Regions from separate parts of the Mus musculus genome. Here region 2 is linked to region 1. Evidence: chromatin contacts called from public Micro-C data. All regions are on one chromosome and are shown on one strand. Each heading gives the region's core, a stretch centred on a gene start, on an enhancer-like site or on the middle of the called end of the contact. The rest is flanking DNA. Distances are from core to core; before and after follow the strand shown. Region 1 overlaps Nomo1 (nodal modulator 1). Region 2 overlaps Nomo1 (nodal modulator 1).

Region 1 (6,274 bases), core at 1,454-3,953:
GTCAGCTTCTGGTGTCTTATCCAACCTAAAATTACTGTTGTTGATGGTGTCTCCTTGATCGGAGCCTAGTCCTGAACTGGTGGAGCACGGGGCTGTGTTTCTTCATGGCTCAGCCTGGGCTGAGTGTCCCTCAGCCAGGTTCTTGGGACCAGAAGGACCTCTGATGTGGGGTTTTCTCGAATTTGGTATGTTTTCATACATGCACCATTCTTAGTTTAGTTTCTCAGTGCCGATTATACACAATTGATAATCTGTCTGGCTCATGGTTTTAGACCATGGTCACCTAGCCATCATCTTTCTGGGCTCCTGGCCCAAGTGACACACTTCCTGCTGCGCGGCCCCTTTCACCATGGTCCTCACTACCTCCCAATAGTTGATCCTGCCTTCTCCTTCAGCAAGCTGATCTGTTGGTTAGGCCAAAGCCCTCCTGACCCAGAGCTTCTCCTCTGAACTCTGCTCTGGAGAACCAAGATTTCAACACCCGTGCCTTCAGGGATAGGGCTCACTTCTGAATGTGAACTTCATTTATGTCTGGTGCACATCTTAAGTATGCAGACTGGAACTACTCATACAGCATTTTACATCATTATTACATGAGACTGTTTCACGGTCTAGAGTTTTCCACTTTTGTGGCATAATATTGCTACTCAAAAAGTTCTGGGTTTTGGAGTTCTGATTATTCCAATGCGGGATGCCCCAGCCTATGCCAGGAGACAGTGGGTTGTTGGCCGTCTGAGTGCACAGTGCAGTTTTCCTTCTTCCCGGCACATGGGGAGTGTTCAGAGAGTGGGTTTGGACAGAACTGGATTGAGCAGCTCTTAGAGGCTTACAGTAATCCCTATATGGTCCCTGTCTAAAACTAAGTGAACACTCTTTTGTGTTTCTCAGGTTTGCGTTTTTCAAAGTTCTTCCTGGAGATTATGAAATCCTTGCAACTCACCCGACCTGGGCGCTGAAGGAGGTGACCTTTGACCCATGCCTGCCGCGGTGTCAGTTTGGGATCAAATGTGGGGACAGATTTAGGACATGAAGTCACAGTTTCTCCTGATGCCTTGGAAGAACAGGGGTGCTGAAGATGCGGTTGTTACCAGAGGGAACTCCCCTGCTGCAGCGGTGCTGCTGCCGCCGGTCCCTTCTGTGGGTGGCGGATTTTATAAAGTCCAGCAACCCCTGTCGCTGCTTTGAGCAGTATCAACACCAGAAATTCCCAGTGAATTTTTGTTGTTTTTCTGTCAAAACCAGAAGTCTACAAATATGCTAAATATTCTAGAGGCCTGTTGTCCGTGTACCTTAGGGGAGGAGAGCTCTCAGACAGCTTGTGTGACTGTTAAGGGCGGATGGGGTTGTGGGTCAGCACACCCTGAGTGTCAGGCGAGTGTTCGAGCCAGAGAAAACCTTTTGTTCCAAGGAAAGGAAAAACAGTGATTTCCCTTCTGGTTTAAAATTTCAACCTTTTTTTTCTGTTTTGTATCTGAACTTTTAATCAGAAGTGGCTGAGATGTTAGCAGCAGTCATTGAAGGAATGTCTAAGCAGGGAGTGGCACATACCTGTAATTCTAGTACTTTGAATGCTGAAGCAGGAGGATTGCTGTGAGATTTTTGGCTAGCCTGGGCTATGTATAGTGAGTTCTAGACCAGCCTCGGCTATAGACCACCCTGTCTCCAAACAAACAAACAGCCCAAAGAATATTTAAAAGGTTTTAAGTGTTTGAACTGTCATATAAAGGCTGATTTCTAAAATATTATAGTAGTTAAATTTCTCTTTGAGGCTGTCACCCTCTGTCTAGCCCAGGCTGGCCTCTAATTCACAATAATCTCCCTACTCCAGCTTCCCAATGCTGGGATTGCTGGTGTCAGCCGCCAAGTTAGGCTGTCAGGGTTTAGTGCTATTGAATCTGAAGACCCTTTTCTTTTCTAGGCAAGTACCACGGTGCGTGTGACGAACTCGAATGCTAACGCAGCTGGTCCCCTCATAGTGGCTGGCTATAATGTGTCCGGCTCTGTCCGCAGTGACGGGGAGCCCATGAAAGGGGTGAAGTTTCTTCTCTTTTCTTCTTTAGTGAACAAAGAGGTAAGCATACAAAAGTGAGGAGCCAAGGTCAGGGCGGGCAGTGGCAGGCAGGGCCGCCGTTGAGCATACCAATGGCGGTTAGTTTCTCCAGTGATGGCACCACAAGGCTGTGGAGGTGGCCGGTGCTCAGGCTTTGACGAGGTTCACACAGTATCAGGTCCTAATGAACGCCCTTGCTCTGTGGCATCTTGGGTGCATCGTTTCCCTTCCTTGGCCAGTTTTCTTTGTTATTGGGAGGAGCCTCACCGTCTTCCCTAAGGAGACTGCTCATTTTTAACTTTGGAAGCTGGATGTAAAGATTTGTGTTCCATTTGCCTGCATGGATCCCCTGGCTTGAGAAACCCATGCATTGACCTCTACAAGTTGGCCTGGCCTTACCTGTGGCTGTTGGGCAATCGGAACGTGGAAATAGAAATCTCTTCTTTCTCTCCATAGGATGTCCTGGGCTGCAATGTGTCCCCAGTGTCCGGGTTCCAGCCCCCAGATGAGAGCCTGGTTTATCTGTGCTATGCGGTCTCCAAAGAAGACGGCTCATTTTCTTTCTATTCCTTGCCGAGTGGGGGCTACACTGTGGTGAGTGAGTGGGTGGGCAGGTCTCTTATCTGTTCGGGACACCATGGCTTGAGAGGAACCTGTGTGAGTCAGCTTTCCATATGATGACATGTATGATGGGGTAAACAGATGTCCCGGAATAGAGCTTATCTTAGATCATAGTTTCAGTTCCTGACTGATGGAGGTGAGGCACGAGGGTGCGGGCAAAGCCCGTGGTAGGGAATCCTCTTCACTTCATGGAGGCTGAAGTGCACAGAACTTGGAAGAGCAGCCGGGCTGGGATTTTGACGTGGCGTCAAGGGCATGCTGCCAGTGAAGTGACCTTCTTCCACTGGGTTCCTGAGGGTGCCACCACCTCCCAGCAGTGCCGACAGGCATGCCTGTAGCACAGGAGTGGCTAGCCTTTTGACACTGCAACATGACCCTGCTGTACCCGGATGTTTGGGGGCCACATCCATAGCTATCCTGCGACATACCAGCACATGAGCTTTTAGGGGAATTTCAGGTCCTAGTCATACATATTGAATGACCAAATGGTGGGTTGACCGTCGTGAACACTTGGCCTAGCAAGGATAGATTGAGTGTCCCTAAAACTAAAAACCCCCAGACCTAAAACACTGTAAAATCTGAGGACACTGCTAAGTTTGCTACCAGCCTGTGACTCTGTAAGGTGTGTGTGACATACACTGGATCTTGGATTCAGACTCAGACCTGTCCATAAGGTGTCTCATGATGCCCGTACAGGCACTCCGGCACCCGAGCAGTTCCGCATTGAGAAACACTTAGGTTGCAAGTGGGTCACAGTAGAGTGCAAGGCTTCTCCTTAGACCACCAGCAACTGCGGTTCACGGTCCTCTGGGTTGTTTGGCTGCTAGACCTTGGTGAGCGCTGATTGCTGCATGGCGATGCAGATGCTTCCTAATCCCCAGCCCGCCCCTCCCAGGTGCCCTTCTACCGAGGAGAAAGGATCACCTTCGACGTGGCGCCCTCCCGGCTTGACTTCACGGTGGAGCACGACAGCCTGAGAATCGAGGTGAAGCCTCCCAGTGCTCTCTGCAGGTGTTTGGGTTCCCAGCCCAGGGCGCAGATGGTTCAGACGTGTCCACAGCAGCACCTGTCCATTGCTATCGGAGGAAATGGGACCGCATGCAGTGGCCCGGGGTACCATAGGTGTACTTCCTCTCTTACACAGCATCTTCATCTTGCAGAGATAGCTAGTGTCTTAGTCAGGGTTTCTATTCCTGCACAAACATCATGACCAAGAAGCAAGTTGGGGAGGAAAGGGTTTATTTGGCTTACACTTCCATGCTGCTGTTCATCACCAAAGGAAGTCAGGACTGGAACTCAAGCAGGTCAGGGAGCAGGAGCTGATGCAGAGGCCATGGAGGGATGTTCTTTACTGGCTTGCTTCCCCTGGCTTGCTCAGCCTGCTCTCTTATAGAACCCAAGACTACCAGCCCAGAGATGGTCCCACCCACAAGGGGCCTTTCCCCCTTGATCACTAATTGAGAAAATGCCTTACAGTTGGATCTCATGGAGGCATTTCCTCAACTGAAGCTCCTTTCTCTGTGATAACCCCAGCTGTGTCAAGTTGACACAAAACTAGCCAGTACAGCTAGGGTCCCGGTCAGTGCTGTTCTTTCAGTAAGATGTCTTGAGTTCTGTTCCACGTTGGCCATGCAGTAGGATGCAACAGTCTTTCTGGAAGTTACGATTTAGTGATGGGAGAAGCCAGGCCTGTTTATCTAAGCAAGTTAGTAAGTGTTTTAGAAGGCAGTAAGGGCTCTCTGGGACAGAAGGGCCTTGCAGTTCAGGGCAGGGCTACAGGGCAGCATCTCATGTTGGTTCTCTCTGAAGGTGACTGAGCTACAGTCTGAAGGGGAGCAGGCGAATTATACCTAAAGTGTGGTGAATGCCAAGGTCTTAAGGCAGGAGTGTGTCTGGAGTGTGAGGCACTGAGTGGGTCAGGGAAGCTGGAGAGGAGGGCACAGAGGCTTGGAGAGGTGATGCCTCAGAGCCTGGTGTCCACTTTCCTCTTGTGCTGCCGAGAGCTCCTGAGGAGAGGTGAGATGAGTGGAGCCGGCCTGGGCCAGTTACAAGGCCGGGGCAGTGATAACCACATGAGCGTGGACCACGTGGTAGGAAGGCATGGCGGGATCTTCACAACACTGTAAATGTGTTCATCCTTCTGCTGCGACTTTAAGAACCGATGACAGGTGGTCCCTGCTGGCAGCTTGCAATATGGAGGAAGCACCCAGGGGCACCCGGAGGTAGTGTTAGTGAAAAGCCACTCTATATTTTCATACTGTACTGAAAAGCAATCTGCTAAACTAGTGCAGGGTCAAAGGAGCTGGCCCCGCCTTCCAACCTTGCATAGGGCATCTAAGTGTGGGAGCAGGAGGCCAAGAAAATGAGCCTGGAGCTTTTATTGCCTGTACAACCTTGCAGGAAGGGTGCGGCAGGTGCTTGGGCAAAGTACCCAGATGGAGGTCAAATGCAGGTCTTAACTGGTAAAAAAACATGGCGTTTCAAGTGAGGGCCTAGAAGGTTCCATCAGGCCAGGAAGCATCCTTGTCTCACCCGTGTGCTGCAGCACCTGGCACACAGTAAGAGCCTGAGAAGAACGTTGGTTGGCTGTGAGTGAGTAAGGGGATCCTTAGCTGCTTACCACATACTCTCAGAAGGATTATTCCTAAAAGGAACCGCTTTCTTATTCTTCCTTGCCCCTCCTTTCTTGTTTTGAGATAGTACCACTGTGTATCCCAGGATGGCCTTAAACTTATGATCCTCCTGGCTTAGCTGCCTGAGTGCTGAGGTCACAGGTGTGTGCCTCCTGAGTGCTGAGGTCACAGGTGTGTGTCTCCTGAGCAATGAGATCACAGGTGTGTGCCTCCTGAGCAATGAGATCACAGGTGTGTGCCTCCTGAGTGCTGAGGTCACAGGTCTGTGAGATCACAGGTGTGTGTCTCCTGAGTGCTGAGGTCACAGGTGTGTGCCTCCTGAGTGCTGAGGTCACAGGTGTGTGTCTCCTGAGTGCTGAGGTCACAGGTGTGTGTCTCCTGAGTGCTGAGGTCACAGGTGTGTGTCTCCTGAGTGCTGAGGTCACAGGTGTGTGTCTCCTGAGTGCTGAGGTCACAGGTGTGTGTCTCCTGAGTGCTGAGGTCACAGGTGTGTGCCTCCTGAGTGCTGAGGTCACAGGTGTGTGTCTCCTGAGCGATGAGATCACAGGTGTGTGAGGTCACAGATGTGTGAGGTCACAGGTGTGTGCCTCCTGAGTGCTGAGGTCACAGGTGTGTGTCTCCTGAGTGCTGAGGTCACAGGTGTGTGTCTCCTGAGTGCTGAGGTCACAGGTGTGTGTCTCCTGAGTGCTGAGGTCACAGGTGTGTGCCTCCTGAGTGCTGAGATCACAGGTGTGTGTCACCATGCCCTGCATAGCCACACCTACTGCTTGTATTATAAGAGTGTGAGTGTGTTGTCATGCCAAGCTAACACTGTACCACTTTCAAGCTCTCTTTCATAGTGCCTGCCTTTGTTCATCAAGGAGGCACTGGGTGCCTGCTGTGTAGCAAGTAGCTAAGGCAGGATAGGCATCAGTGAGTCTGCAAGTCTACATTTTTAATGAGACAGGGATAAGGTATAGGAAGTCAAACA
Region 2 (6,274 bases), core at 2,709-5,208, 40 kb after region 1:
CTCCGCTCCATCAATGGCCGTGCCTGGAGCCACAGGTGGCTGAACCAGCTCCTCTCAGCCGGACTTCAAAGGGTGCTGACCCCATTGATGAAGGATCTTCTCTCATTACTTAATCACCCTTCTGTCAGTATGTCATCTTAATTTCAGATGGGACAGGTCTCAATAGAGGAATTGGGGGAAGACAGTGTTCATAACCACATAGCACGGTGTATCCAGCTCGTTCCCAGGTGGTGCACACAGCTAGCTGCTTGCTTTTAGCTCTGGCATTCGGGCTTTTGAGTGGTTGTCAGTCTGTCTTTGGAACTGACGGTGGTGGGGGAGTTGCTGAGTCAAGAATCTGCAGAGCAGGGATGGAGCAGCACTGGTGTAGAGCCCTTGTCTAGCACACACAGAGCTCTGAGCTAGATCCCTAGCACACATCAGCCAGGCATGGGCACATTCCTTTAATCTCAGCACTGAGGAGGTAGGGCCAGGAGGGTCACAGGCTCAAGGTCGTCTCAGCCAGAGTGAGCTTATTTGTGATAGTAAGAGAATTCTAAGCCACTGGAGTCTCCTTGTGCCTGAATTCCAGATCTGAGTTTCAGGGCTTGGGTGATGCACACCCACACCCCAGTTAGCTTCTTTTTGGATATCAAGGGATTGTGGGTAACCTTGGGTGCCAGTGTGGGTGGCTGAGTGGGTTGAAGCTCTGGATGACAGTGGTCGATGAGTGATAACTTACAAGGAGTCATGGCTGTCTTGTTGCAGAGGAAGCTCCCTGAACAAGACATTGCGCAGGGGTCCTATATTGCCCTGCCTCTGACGCTGCTGCTCCTGTTGGCGGGCTACAACCATGACAAGGTAGGGAAGCCAAGGCCTCATGGGAAGTCGGGGGGCAGGAGATAGGCTATGGGAGGGTGCCCGGTGTCATGGAAGTTGTAGAAGGTTAAGGTTGGAGGAGACGAGGCAAATTCCTACATCTTCTTCCAGTGATGTCATTTCCAATCCTCAGGGAGGTGTTGCCTGTAGAGAGTCACAGCCTCTGTAAAACCTCTCTGCCAGCCTTCTGCAGGCCCGGGGCTCCCATAAGGGGATGCACGGCGCCTTCCAGGTGTTCATGGTCTCTCTCATTCCAGCTCATTCCTTTGCTGCTGCAGCTGACGAGTCGTCTTCAGGGAGTCAGAGCCCTTGGCCAGGCGGCCTCTGACAGCAGCGGCCCAGAAGACATGAAGAGACAAACCAAGAAACAGAAGACCAGACGCACGTGAGGAAGAAGGAGGCCCCGTCTCCTGCAGATGACACAGCCAGGGCTGCCGCCTGCCTGGGGACAAAGGCACATGCTCACTCACTTCAGGCAGGCCCTGGGCCCTGTCACCCTTGTGTTGGTGTCCTGCCTGTCTGTCCTCTCCTGTGTAGCCCTGTGGTGCAATGCGACGAATGGACCCTCCTGTCACCCTGCTGAACACAATTTATTTTCTGAGTTGAAGATAATTTATTATTATTATTTTTGTCAGAGAAGTATTTAAGCTGAGCTGGTGGCGTGAGAACATAATCTAATCTTCCACATTCGTTTGCAAGAAGAGTCCAGGAAACATGGCGTTGGTCTGCTGTGCCTTCTGGACTTTCCCCAAACCGCCCCCTGCACTCGAGGCCCGTGCCAGAAGCTGCAGCAACATCTGTCCCTCCCAGAAGGGTCTGTCAACAGCTGGATGAATAAAGTCAGCCACTCGTTTGTGTTGTAACTTGGCATAGTGTGGGGTGCATACAGAGCGGGTGGGCATTCAGCCCCAGCGACAGAGGCTGTGGGGACTGCCCTGTGTGGCACAGCCAACCTGTGGCTGAGCTCAGCTCACTGTGGTCCCTGGATGTACGTCCTGTATCTTAGAGAAGCCAGAAGAACTCTGTTGTGCTGGGCTTTAAAAGTATTTCACTTCTTGGGGAGGGGTGTCTGTCCGTCTGTGTATATCTGTGTCAACTGGCCACTTGACACGCATGTGGGTTTGCTTGCTGCACAGGGGAGGTGAGCCTCATGAGCCTCTGGAACAGATGAGACATAATCTATACGGTGTGTGGATATGGGTATCCATTCTAACTCTCCAAGTGACAGCACAGTGAACACCCCCCTTAAGTACTAATGGGGCGTTTAATTGACACTCTATAAAGGCTGAAAGCCTGTGGGAGACAACTAGATGTCAGTGGGCTCTGTCCCTCTGCAAAGGTAGCCATAGGACTTTGTGTATTCCAGGTGGCCGCCAGGTGGGCGTCGGGCTGTGAGAAGCTGCAGGACCCTGCGCCGGGGGTGGGGAAGCACAGGCTGAGGTCCCCGTGGAACTGCTGGAGTCAGGCTCTGACTCTTGGGCACCACAGATGCCTCTGGTTGCCGTGGAAGAGCTGGCTCTGGGGTCCCCGAGCCACACAGATAACAGGGACTGCAGGTTCTAGCTCTTGGATACCACAGATGCCAGTGGCGCAAGAGCTGAGGACAGAGTGGGGGCCTGTGGGGCCTCTGGCCCGGGGCCAAAGGGAAAAGGGCAGGAGGAAACCAGCTCCGGCTGGTTTCCGCAGGGAGGGGAGTCTTTGCCTTGCTTGGTCTGTGGCTTGGGTTGGTGTAGACAGTGACTGGGAGTGCTGAGAGGCCTTCCTGCGGGAGCTTAGATGCGCGGCTCTTTAGAGGAAGACCTGCTCCATTGCTCCAGCACAGCGGATCCTGACGAGAAGAGACAGTCTGTGGCCACGTGGAGAGAGTTGGGAAGGGAATGCCGAGAGAAGGGAAGCAAGAGGTCAGGAGAGAAGCAATCAGGAAGCAGGTGTAGAAGTAAGAGGAGGGGCAAGCAGCCCCGTTTATAGTGGGCCAGCTCACCTGGCTGTTGCCAGGTAACTGTGGGGGCGGAGTCCAGACAGATCACCAGGAGCTTGGGGTGTTGCCCTATGTGACTGATGGTCACAGAATTATGGATCTGGGGCCTCATGTCAGGAGCCTAGTTAGTGTCTGGGACCATGGCAAACAGGCCTTCTGTCCCTTGCAGAGTTATCTGCTGGGTGTCCGGGGTTTAAACCTAGTTCGACCAGAAAACAGGCTGCCTTTCACGGTCCCACACAAAGTGGGTGTACACCCTGTGCTCCAGTACTTGGCAGGTGGAGGAAGGAGGATAAGAAATTCAGGGTCATCCTCAGCTACATAATGAGCTTAAGGCCAGCTCGGGCTACATGAGAAAATGCCAAGAAAACAAGCCTAAGACATGACTAAGGAAGGATACCTCGAAACGCTTCCAGCTATAGCTCTTCAATCCAAGCTTCACGCTTTCCCCCTGGTCTCTCCTGTTACATGAGTGAGCACCCAAAGCCAGGAAGAACCAGTCCCTACAGGCCAGAGTAGCCTGAGAGAAGCGTTGGTCAAGCTCAGGGGACAAGGCTGCTTGTTACCGTGATGGTTAAGTGCTGTCAGCTTGATGGGATTTAGAATCGCCATGGAAACAAATGTTGGTCCACCTCTGAGGGATTTTCTAGATTAGGTTATCCATGTGGGAAGATGCACCTTAAGTGTGGGTGGTCCCAGACCACGGGCTAGGATTGGAGACTGTGATCTGAGCAGAGTCCACGTCTCTGACTCCTGACTGGGGACGTGGCAGGACCAACTGCTACACGCTCCTGCTATGCTTTCCCTCCATGGGGCTCCATATCCCATGAAGCACTGAGCTTAAGTACATAGCCTTTATAAAGTGTTTTCTATTAGCTTTGTTTGGTTTTTGTTGATAAGATAGAAACATGTGGATGTTTGTGGCCTCTTGGCTGCAGCGGGTACTGGAGGCAGACCAGGCTCAGGATGAGTCTCCTAGAATCCACATTGCCCTGGATAGTCTCCACTTCTGTATTAGTCAGGATCTTGGCTCTGCCGGGATCTTTCTGGGGCTGAGCGGGATGGTGAGCCCAAAAGAAACACAATGAGCGGGGAGACTTGTCGAAGCAGGAACTCAACTTTATGGTGTCAGCCTCTCCCTTATATAAGTTCAGAACATAGGGAGGGGGATTATTGGTGAGGTAAGATGACATAGGAGGCGGGGAAGGGTGATGGAGGATATGGGGTGACTGACAGGGCCAATGGCAAAGCTCTACCTCAGCAAAGGCGGGGCAGAGGCAGGGCCAAAACAGGTCTTGCTGAGTCACTGAAGTGACTGAGACAGGTCTCAAAACTCAAGCCAGGCTTAGGCTCTCCCACAAGGCTGCAGAAACTCGAGCCAGGCTCAGGTGTGTCCTCAAGGCCCAAACCAGGGTCAAAATGGGGCCCAACATTCTGGAGTGACAGAACTTCTGCAATGTTTCTATATATTAAGGGAATTTATTGTAATGACTTTCAGTCTGTAGGCCGACTGACCCAACAGTGGGCAGCTGCGGGTGGGAAGTCCAAGAATCTAGTAGTTGCTCAGCCCCACGAGGCCAGTTGTTTCAGCTGGTCTTCTGTAGAAGCTGGGATCCTGAAGAAGTAGGTTCCAGCAGATGTGCTGGCAGGTAAGTGCAAGCAGATGAAGAAGAGTGAGCCCTTCCTTCTCCCAAGGTCCTTACGTGGGCCTCCAGCTGAAGGTGCGGCTCAGAATAAAGCTGTGTGCCACCACGCCTGGATCTGGAACTTGCTTTGCCCCAGGCTGGCCTTGAATCAGATCTGCTTGCCTCAGTCTCCTGGGATTAAAGGGGTGCACGTACCCTGCCTGGGCCACTATGGCCACTATGTTTCATGGCCACTATGCCTCAAGATCTCCATGTCAAGATCTGGGTCAGAAGCCTGAGTCTTCCAGCCTCACGATCTGGATCATGGATACGCCCTCCACTTCTGGATTGTGGTTCATCCCAGATGCGGCCAAGCTGACAACCAGGAATAGCCGTTACAACACCCAAGAATGTGCATGGCCCCTGTGACCAGTAGAATGACAGAGGGGTGAGAGTAGCTATTTCTTAGGTCAGATCATAAAGACGTTGTACTTATCATATGGACACTGGGGACACAGGATATTTAGTGTGAGCACAGGGCATCCCAGGGAAACTGAGAGCCTGCCAGAGATGTCATCTGGTCTGAGGAATGTTCTCAGTTTGGGCACAGCCCACCGCCATGTCTGTTGCTCTGTGGCTATTTTCGAAAAACCAAGATGAAAACCTCACAGGTTCTAACTAGGAAGGTGGCACCTGGTGAACTGTTTCTCCATTACCTTTCCTGGCTGCTCTGAGCTCTCAAGTTCTCCCTCTGCAGGAGCCACTGTCCAGCCTTCCTGTGGTCATGAAGTCATTCTAAGGATGTTACAACACTCTCAGAATACTACTGGTTATATTATTTATATTAATGTCTGTACGTGTTCATTTTGAACTATATTAAGATGACCAAATGCATGTTAGTTCTAATATCTACTTTTTGCATGTGTATGAACATGTTGCACGCATGTAAGGTGCAGATATATATGTGTGGTGCACTGTGGAAGCAGAGGCTGCTATGTTCTTCAATCATTCTCCCCATCGTTTAAAGAGGCAGGATCACTTGCTGATTCCAGAGCTCATCAAGTCAACTAGTCTGGCTACCTCCAGAGATCCTGTCTCCAAGTCTAGCATTCTGGGATGATAGGCTGGTCTCTACTCATGCCTGGCTTTCATGTGTGTGCTGGGGATCTGAACTCTGGTCCTCAGGCGTTATGCTCCGAGCATCTCCTCAGATCATCCTTTTCTTTACATCCCAGCACTCTTGGGGATGGAACCCAGGGCATTGCCCAATCCATTAAGCTTTATCCATAACGCCTGGCAATTTTATTTTTTTTGTGGAAAAACATAAACTGGAAGATGTTGAGAGAATACAGTTTGCATATTCAAACACATGAGTCTGGCTGGCTTGTGGAGTTTATGATTGTTGCTTCTGTGGTGCCTGCCCTCGGCAGGCAGGATGCAGATGGAATGGGAAGGAAGAGGGAGAGGCTGCTGTATCCTGCCGTCCCCGGTGAGCTCTGATGGGTTCCCACTTACTGTGGTTGTGGCTCCTTCACCACACCTGCACGCAACGCTCTTATGCATAGAGCAAATACTGAGTGATTGCTCATCCAGGCTTTGAAGACCTACAGTGTGCAGTTTGCCTTGATTGTAGACCTTTCGGTGCCTTGCTACTTCACCCATGATGGGGGAACTAGGGGGGAAGTTGGAGAAAAACTAGAAGACGACAACGACGGCTGACTCAGCACAGACCAACAGATTCATGGGATTTATTTCCCTGGTTACTGCTGAGACAACGCAAATGCTGTGCACAAAGTGTTTTCTGTGACACTGA

What was found. Hi-C and Micro-C count contacts between places; a contact is called where the count stands out from the background.
Region 2: a contact with region 1 is called in a Micro-C map of the G1E-ER4 cell line, with 2.1 times the contacts expected there. The contact joins two enhancer-like sites. A contact is called at or near these places in 2 of 15 datasets of contacts at CTCF or cohesin (CD8 T cells and the NIH/3T3 cell line), 38 of 484 Hi-C or Micro-C datasets (the 63-12 cell line, the CH12 cell line, the G1E-ER4 cell line and 16 more), 4 of 115 datasets of contacts at active chromatin or transcription factors (double positive thymocytes and embryonic stem cells) and 2 of 9 other capture datasets (adipose tissue and pancreatic islet).

What each region holds. Positions count from the first base shown.
Region 1 is chr7:46,043,343-46,049,616 of GRCm38.p6, forward strand. Nomo1 (nodal modulator 1) reads left to right here. Exons shown (of 31, transcript NM_153057.4): 6 at 889-961; 7 at 1,919-2,071; 8 at 2,507-2,644; 9 at 3,567-3,656. Among named protein-coding and RNA genes, the nearest start is that of Gm39010, 4.9 kb to the left of the region's middle. Within about 2 kb of position 2,704, at least 6 of the 459 cell types and tissues checked have an H3K27ac peak or open chromatin away from gene starts, as enhancers often do. A contact at or near this core is called in the G1E-ER4 cell line, where this site is marked.
Region 2 is chr7:46,082,488-46,088,761 of GRCm38.p6, forward strand. It overlaps Nomo1 (nodal modulator 1), which reads left to right. Exons shown (of 31, transcript NM_153057.4): 30 at 748-840; 31 at 1,116-1,725. The coding sequence ends at 1,247. Among named protein-coding and RNA genes, the nearest start is that of Kcnj11, 15 kb to the right of the region's middle. Within about 2 kb of position 3,959, at least 39 of the 459 cell types and tissues checked have an H3K27ac peak or open chromatin away from gene starts, as enhancers often do. A contact at or near this core is called in the G1E-ER4 cell line, where this site is marked.